Regions from separate parts of the Triticum aestivum genome. Here region 1 is linked to region 2. Evidence: chromatin contacts called from public Hi-C data. All regions are on one chromosome and are shown on one strand. Each heading gives the region's core, a stretch centred on a gene start, on an enhancer-like site or on the middle of the called end of the contact. The rest is flanking DNA. Distances are from core to core; before and after follow the strand shown.

Evidence for each region. Hi-C and Micro-C count contacts between places; a contact is called where the count stands out from the background.
Region 1: a contact with region 2 is called in a Hi-C map of leaf, with 4 times the contacts expected there. The contact joins the promoter of LOC123182167 here to the promoter of LOC123182165 in region 2. A contact is called at or near these places in 2 of 5 Hi-C or Micro-C datasets (both in leaf).

The regions. Positions count from the first base shown.
Region 1 is chr1D:372,428,141-372,432,498 of IWGSC CS RefSeq v2.1, forward strand. LOC123182167 (U-box domain-containing protein 29) reads left to right here and starts at 1,914. Exons shown (of 1, transcript XM_044594644.1): 1 at 1,914-3,701. The coding sequence starts at 2,097. The coding sequence ends at 3,458.
Region 2 is chr1D:372,140,312-372,144,999 of IWGSC CS RefSeq v2.1, forward strand. LOC123182165 (histone H3.2) reads right to left here and starts at 2,987. Exons shown (of 1, transcript XM_044594641.1): 1 at 2,300-2,987. The coding sequence starts at 2,898. The coding sequence ends at 2,488.

The DNA of each region.
Region 1 (4,358 bases), core at 664-3,163, 290 kb after region 2:
TACCATTTTAGCTGTCTTGCCTAGGTCCTGTCTCGGGGCGTGACAGCGGTAGCACTAGATATTCCCCCAAGACAGGAGGGGTGAGGCCCTAGCAGTCGTGCTCGTGCCGGCGTAGTTGCCTACAATGATCCGATCCTATCCCATCGGATGATCGTCTTGCTGCCATGAATACGCAATAGCCACGGACTGTGGTGCCGTTCCTGCTTCGACCAGGAAGAACACCAACAAAATTATTCAGGAACACACTCATGCCGGGACAATTGACTGTATTTTAATCTTCAAGAGCAAGGTTCTTTTTTAGTTTGTTTTCTTGTATTTTAAGATCTGGCCATCTCCAGATCATTACCATATGAAGGTAATTTTATTATGTTTGATCATTTAAATTTGTTAGGTTTTCTTCCCGAATATTCATCATGTCTACTAGAATTACCAAGATGATTTTGATGCTGCAAAGGTAAGATGAAACAAAAGCCGAAAGTTGAGGCTCAGTCTCAAGCGGATGCCCTTGACAGATATTTGTGAGAGACACTTAACTTGATTCTGAAAATTAAGCTGCAGATGTGAATGTTGATAAAGGAATGCAACAGAGGTTGAGGCTCCTGATGCAAAAAACGGATGATGGTAATTTTGTCGATGAAGGGGGTGCATATAATACTCAACAGATTGGCGACAATATCACTTGAAAAAGTTATATTGAAAAAGATTAAGTATAAAGATATGATTGAAGATTTTATTTCACGAAATACTAGATGGATGCTCCTTTTTTGGTAGAACATGAGGTTAGTTTGTTGTTGTACTATCATTTACTATTTTTTAGCATAAGTATTGATATATGTCTAAATATTATTCAAAATAAAACATACTTGAAACTATATAATAAAGTGAGACTGTGCTTTATGCATATTAGTTCTTCTGTTATATGAATTGCTCAAAATTTTGGCCCTGTTTTTGGCTTTCGCCCAGGGCCCCGAATTCCTGGAGACGACCATGTGTCTACTACAACAGGTTCTGCCCGGCTTCAGCGAGGGAGGGACGATGATGGTAGCGCGCCTTTGGCTCGCTCTATTGCTTGTAGTTGTCGCTAGGTGGTCTACGAATCTGGTTGTATTTTTTATTATTTTTATTGTGTTTTTTGAACTTTTATTATTTCTGATATTCGTTGTACTACCATAATTGAAGATGAATATATCGGAAGTTTTCTCGCAAAAAATTGTGCTTCCTCCATTTTCTTATACAAGGCCACTTCGTTTTTCGTACCAAACTTTGACTTATGATTTTGATCAACAAAATATGAATTATATGCTATAAAAATATATCATTGGAAAGTTTTTTGAAATGTGCATCCAATGAAATACTTTTTGTTGCACATAACTCACTTTTTGTTAGTAAAATTAATGGTCAGAGTTAGACATAAAAATATGAAGTGGCCTTGTATAAGAGCATGGAGGGAGTATGATTTTTATATTAAAGTGACAAAAATAATGCAATAGCAATTTTTTTACGGCAACTTGAGGCATTAATGCATAAGTTAAGATAGAATTTGCAGTTCAGCTCTCATCAACGATACGATGGGAAAAGTTAATTGTACATTATTTCTAGAGTAATTTTTGCGAAAGTTCTCTGTTTTGTTGAAATCCTAATACTTGACTGTCACGTGTTTACTGTAGCTGGTGGAAAAAAGGCAAAATTTACTGCTGATTTCTAGTACAAAAAAATTGGAAGAAGGAGCATGGCTCTCATTCAAAATTTTCTGCTGATTTATTTACAGGACCCCAGACAAGTCTCATAGCCTGCACATTTTATAAACGAACAAACCCCGAAGCAGGTCCCGCAAAAAAGTCTGAATTATATTGGCATCTTCGTTCCCATCCTCCACGCTCCGCTTGTTCCATTGGTGATGGCACGAGGTTGCTCTACCAATGGGCAATGGCCATCCTTATCGAGAGCGAAAACGTCAACACCACCATCCCCACCCACTTGACTTTGACCGTTGACCCGCTGACATCACCCCCACTCGTTCTTAAGGCCTCGGCCGCCCGCACTTCCTCCCCCCACTGTCCCCAGTAGCTCAGGCTCAGCAATCCCCGCCAATAGCCATGGATGCGCTCGTCGCCGGACAGCAGGCCAGGCGGCGGATCCGGCCGCCGGAGCCGCTCGTGATGGCCGCCTCCCCGACCACGCCGGCCGCGTTCAAGTGCCCGATCTCGCTCGAGGTGATGCGCTCGCCGGTGAGCCTCCCCACCGGCGCGACATACGACCGGGCGTCCATACAGCGCTGGCTCGACTCCGGCCACCGCACCTGCCCGGCCACGCGGCTGCCGCTCGCGTCCACCGACCTGGTGCCCAACCTGCTCCTTCGCCGCCTCATCCACCTGCACGCCGCCACGCTGCCCCCCTCGCCCTCGCCCGAGGAGGCGCTCTCGCAGCTCGCCGCCTCGCACGGTGAGCCCGCCGCTGCGGAGAAGGCCGTGCGCTCGCTGGCCGCCAAGATCGCGCCGGAGAAAGGGAAGCAGGCCTCCGTCGCGTCCGCCGTCGCCGCTGATCTCGACTCCACCGTGCCGGCGCTCCTCTCCTTCGCCAAGGGGGGCGCCGGCACCGACGCGCGCGTCGACGCGGTGAGGATCCTGGCCACTGTGGCGCCGGAGATGGTGCCCTACCTGACCCGGGACGGCACGGAGAAGCGTGGACGGGTCAAGATGGCCGTGGAGGCCATGGCTGCCGTCTTGTCCGCGGGCGGAGTCAGCGAAGATGCCAAGAAAGCCCTCATCACCGTGCTCGTGGCCGGCGATCTGGGACGCGTCGTGGCAACGCTGCTTGCCGCAGGTCCCACCGGCGTTGTGGTTCTCGAGGCGATCCTTACGTCGCCCGTGCCGGACGCCGACGTGAAGACCGCAATCGCCGACAGGTCGGAGCTGTTCCCCGATCTGGTGAGGATCCTCAAGGAGGCCGCGTCACCGGCAGCCATCCTGTGCATGGCCGCGGCCGTGCAGGTACGCGGGCGGCCCGCCCGAGCGTCGATGGTCCGAGCCGGTGGAGTGCCCGCGCTCGCGCTGGCCGTGGCGGCCGCGCCCACGGCCGCGGCGGAGTCGGCGCTGATGTTACTAGTAGAGGCAGCCCGCTGCAGCGATGGTAAAGCAGCCATCGCCGACGACGCGGCGGAGGTGGCGGCGGCCGTGATGGGCAGGATGATACGGGTGGGGCAAATGGGGCGCGAGGCCGCGGTGGCGCTGCTGTGGCTGTCCTGCTGCGCGGGGGGCGGGGACCGGAAGATGAGGGAGGCGCTGGCAGCCGCGCCGGAAGCGGTGGGGAAGCTGCTGGTGGTGATGCAAGGGGACTGCTCGCCGGCGACGTCGAGGATGGCCGGCGAGCTGCTGAGAGCCGTGAGGATGGAGCAGGAGAGGAAGGGCATGGTCTCCTCCTCCTACGACAGCCGCACCATCCATGTCATGCCTTACTAGCAGCAAGTAAATTTGTCGAGCTAACCCGCTGTGCAAATTGTGTTTGCTTCCATTGGTGAAATCGCTGTGCAAACTGAAATAACAAGGACAAATTCAGAGTGGGGACGCAAGAAACCAAGTCAAAGTGGGCAAGATAGCATTTTTGTTTGGAAAAATGTCGAGATACTCGCAGTATTACCTGTACATGCGACCGTAATTTGGACGCGTAGTGGAGTGGATGGCTACCTCTTGTTCTCTTCTGAATTGGTGGTGTGCTACTGCGCTTATTTTAGATGCCTTTCGCAGTGGTTTTGTTAGTTTTGGTCAATGGACTGATCAACACACACGCGGTCGACATGTCATCGGGACCGGCCTGCAAATGTGTTGCTTCCATTGGTGAAAATCGCGCTGCAAATTGAATTAACAACGAGAATTTTGATCGCAAAAACGAAGAGTGTGTGCCGTTGAAATCCTCTCGCAGCTCCCCTAGCGTCGGGGCAGGGATCAGACCGGGCCAGATCCAAGCTGGCCGGGTGTGAGGGCGGCGACTGGAGCTTGGCTGGAGGCGTGGTGGGGCGGCGGGTCTGGCAGGGACAGACAACGCTGTGGTGGCGCGTCGATGGTGGAGGCGGCGCTGTCAGGAGATGGTGGCAGGAGCTCACGATCAGGCGGGTGACGGTGCTGAGATGGCTGGGCCAGAATGGAGTTCTTGCGAGCAGCGACAGGCCGGTCACCTCTGCGTGCGGTGTGGTGAGCGGCGGTGTGCTTCGGATGTTACCGACATGGGCGTCAGAGCATCTCTAGCCGACCCGTATAAATGATCAAACCCATAAAATAACGTTTTTTGCAGTTCCAGTTAAAAAAAAACGAGCCTAAACAGACCTTGCAAAATCGTTCGACCTTAAAAATTTTTAAGGGGCC
Region 2 (4,688 bases), core at 1,737-4,236:
CAACCTATGGGGCCTTATTCAGCAGATCACTCTCACAAACAATGAGGATTCAATCAACTGGAACTGGACGTCTAATGGTGCATACAGTGCCGAAACAGCCTACAATGCTCAGTTCATTGGTGCCATCACCCGGCCGGCGCTTGCGAAGATTTGGTCATTGAGAATGGAGACCAAGGTCAAATTCTTTGTCTGGCTAATGTCGCTGGACAGGCTCTCTACTATTGATAGGCTTCGCGCCAGAGGCGGCACGCAAGCGGCGACCTGTGTGCTTTGCGACCAGCTGCCTGAGACGGCACTGCACCTCTCTTCCCAGTGCTCGTACAGCAGGGAGGTGTGGCATCTCCTTGGCAGAGCCTCCCCAGGGCTGCAACTCCAACCGATGCCTCCCTTCCAGGCAACTGAAGATTGGTGGCTTCATTTCTCTTCCATAAGCAAGCAAGCTGCTGTAGCCGCCGCCTACCATGCATGGCACATTTGGAACGAACGCAACAGAAGAATTTTTCGACAGACATCTAGCACGGCCGCCTCTGTCTCTCGCCTGACGTACGATGACCTCTCCCTGTTGTTCCCCCATAGTCAGGAAACGTAGACAGTATGGATGTATAGCCAGAGCCTAAGGCTACTGGATCCTCTCTTTTCCTACCCCTGCTCCTCTTATAACACCCTGTTTCTCTCCTAATCTTAATGAAAAGGCAGAACACCTGCCAGTTAGCCTAAAAAAAAAATGTGTCAATGACATACAGAATAAGCTTTCTTCAACTGTAATATGCACGCTGTCATGCAGCCCACACCTCCCACATACAGAATGTTCCTTCAGTTCAACGCGGCTCGTCATAGCATGTTACTTCAAGACCCATCATATATATTTTTCAGCACATACCTCCTAATCTTATGCCTGTCCTCGTCATCACTAAAACGACTTATCTCCCTTGTCTCCTCTTCCTAATGATATATGCTGTCGCCACAACAAGAACTGCATTAAAAGGTTCTGCCAACATAGTCCTTATCCTCTTCCTCATTCCATATTCCTCAACTGCATACAACCATAAAAAATAAATCATTTTTGTAATATATTCAGATGGGGAGCCTCATCCCACCCCCCACCCCCACCCCCGGTGCGGTTTACACCTTCAAGAAAAACATAAAAATAACAATGCAAGTAAATACTGCATAAAGTATGAAAGAAATTTCTGTGAATCAATGTTTAAATTTTGAACTAGCCGCAAACATCACCGCGTACTCAGGCTCCTACAGCGGCAGCATCAAACTATTGCCATGTAATATTTGTTTGAGTAGAAACTCTGAATATTATAGATCTGATGCTTTTACAAGTTCAGTTAAAAGAAATGCATGTACAAGTGTGCAGACTGAACTTAGTTTTGACTGCCTGGATAACAAACGATTGAGGGGATTTCACACCAAATACATGACTGCCTAGAAAACAAGATGACACGGATATATGTATATGTTAGAAAAAAAATAGTGACAATTAATTTGTGTATTTAGGCTTGTACTGCGTGCCATTTCTTTATTTTAAGAAAATGATGCACATATATAGGTTTGGATGGATTTTTCCAGTGGGGTGCTTTGAATGGCTATTAGTTTTCCCACGCATGATACCTGATTCAACTTACTATCTTTCATGGAGCCATTACTCTTGTAGTCCTGCTCAGAATGACGACTACAGTGAACCAGTGACGAGTAGCAGCAACCCATCAGACACCTCAGAGCTCAGAGAATGACATACCCAATGCTGGCAAGACATCAGGAAAAATGTTTGACGGGTTGGCCAGGCTTGAGGATTATCATCACATACTAGCTTAACCATTGATCAGAATATTCAAATTACACTCCAGTTTCCAATCGGGAAAAAGGAAGTTATGATCTACAGTACTTTTATTTGTTCAGGAGACGAAAATGGGCTCAGATTGGATGGCAAAAGCATATTCAGAGTAAATATTCTGATCAGGTCATTTTGAACAGGTGTTATAGATAGAAAATATCATGGTTCAGGACAGCAGCAACACATCCTGCAAGGCCGTCTGTAAGAAATACAACGAGAAATGTATTAGCCGTATTATATTATCAACAAACAGGCAGGAATAATACCGACACACTATTTCAATTGACAATCGAAAATACCAGTAATGCAATTGGTTTGTCTGTGAGATTCAGAAGCACACAAAGGTGGCATGCAATTAGTTTGGGGCTTTCAGTTGACACTCGAAGCTACCAGTAATCCAACTTCCGTTCAAAGTTGGGGCAAGATCACACTGACAAACAAATACACAGCACAGAATTCAGATCCGATAGCCAACTTTTCATTGCTGATGGTAACAAGATGGTTACATCAGACACAGAACAGGAACATAACACAGCCACGATGGCACGAACAGAGGAATCCTACTACCACAACGCCAGATTTCCACCACGCAACACAGATTCAGAAGCTAACACCTCTACACCTCCAACCAAGCTCGAAGCGCTCTAGGCCCTCTCGCCACGGATGCGGCGGGCGAGCTGGATGTCCTTGGGCATGATGGTGACGCGCTTGGCGTGGATGGCGCAGAGGTTGGTGTCCTCAAAGAGCCCGACGAGGTAGGCCTCGGCCGCCTCCTGCAGCGCGGAGACGGCGGAGCTCTGGAAGCGGAGGTCGGTCTTGAAGTCCTGCGCGATCTCCCGCACCAGGCGCTGGAAGGGGAGCTTGCGGATCAGCAGCTCCGTGCTCTTCTGGTACTTGCGGATCTCGCGGAGCGCGACGGTGCCGGGGCGGAAGCGGTGGGGCTTCTTCACGCCGCCGGTGGCCGGCGCGGACTTGCGCGCCGCCTTGGTCGCCAGCTGCTTCCGCGGCGCCTTGCCGCCGGTGGACTTCCTCGCCGTCTGCTTCGTGCGGGCCATCGGGACGAGAGGCTGGGGTGGGGTGGGGGAGTGCGAGCTCTTGGGGGATCTGGGAATGGAGGATGGGATTGGAGTGAGGAGAAGGACGGGGGAGCGGGAGGATTTAATAGGCGGCGGGCGGGCGCGAGGCTGCGGAAATTTTGGGTTTCGGGGGCGGGTGGGTGATTGTTTTCGGAGGGAAGGTGGGTTTGGAGCGTTGGATTTGGTAGGAGTGGACGGTGGTGATGTGGCCTCGGGTGAGGCACGCGGATCGTGGGGGGCGATCCGCGGCGTTGTGGTTCCTGCGCCCTGATTGGTTGCGGTTCCCAGTGGGCTGTGACCGTGTGGCCCTCTGCTTGGGCCTTAGCGTGCCAGGGATCGAGACATGCGTTCTTCTCCTTAGCAATTTTAAGCTTGTCACTGCAGGGCGTTGATGTGTTTCCTTCTTTTAAAAATGAACCTTTTTTTAATACTCCCTTCGTCCCAAAATTCTTGTCTTAAATTTGTCTAGATATGGATATATCTAATACTAAAACATGACTTGATACATCCGTATTTAGACAAATTTAAGACAAGAAATTTGGGACGGATGGACTAGTTCGGATTGCTTATCACACATGTCACATGGTAAAAAAATGAACCTTTTTAACCAAGAAGATGCCATTTCTTCTATTCCCCAAACAATGCGGCTAGTGTTTTCATTGTAGCAGCAGCAAGAACTTCAGGGTTGAGTTGCCCTGGAGGATTGACGATGCCGTGTGCCATCACCTGAGGGGAGGTGACATGTACCGCTTCAAGCGATACCAACACTTGTGTCGCTCGGGTAGGCAACCGCGCAACTGTGCATAGGCCAACGGGCCAGTAGCGAGCATTGCTCAAGTCTGTCGCGACAGATATTTTTTTTTTAACCGTGTTCTGAGAAAAAAATCACAACATCAAATCAAATTAACGAATATGAAAAAAATGCGAGTTTTAAAAGCTCATGAAATTGAATACATTCTTGAATTCAAAAAATGTTCATTAAATACAAAAATGTTTAGGGATTTGAAAATTGTTCATGGAATACAAAAAATGTTCACGACTTCGAAAAATGTTTATGAATTCGATAAATGTTCACGAGCTTCAAAATGTTTGCGGATTTGAATAATGCTCATGAATACAAAAACAACAAAAAATTTAAAAAATGTGAATTTGAATAATACTCATCGATTCAAAAAATGTTTGAAATTAAAAATCATGAAATTTTAAAATGTTTTGTGAATTCAAAAATAATAATTTTTATTTTAAAAACGTTTTGCGGATTTGATGAAAGTTCACATATTCAAAAAATGGATACAAATTTAAAAATGTTCGTGAAATTAAAAGTATATTCACGGACTTCAAAAATATGTGAATTTGAAAGAAAAAAAGAGATAAAAACAAACAAGGCAAACAAAATGATAGAAGAACAACATAAAAAATAAAGCGGCCTGGAAGCTTCCCAAAACTGAGTGGGAAGCTCTTAGAAACTTAGCAAAACCACACGAGGGAAACGCTTTCTAACCCTTGATCGGTCGGCCCACGCCCGAGATCGCGTGGGCGATTGCAGCGTTAGGTGTCACACTGGCACGAGCGGAGCTACGATAATGCGATGCATACCCAATATTTTTTGCAATTTTTCCCCTAATAATTTTTACAAATAAAGCCGGCCTCCGCGGGCATCGCACGTCAATCAGCGCCAGGGGACCAACTAACCACGTGGTACGCGCCGGTCCCACAGGTCTACACCAGGCAGGCCACGCGTTCCACTGCAACCATGCCACGCAGGCCCG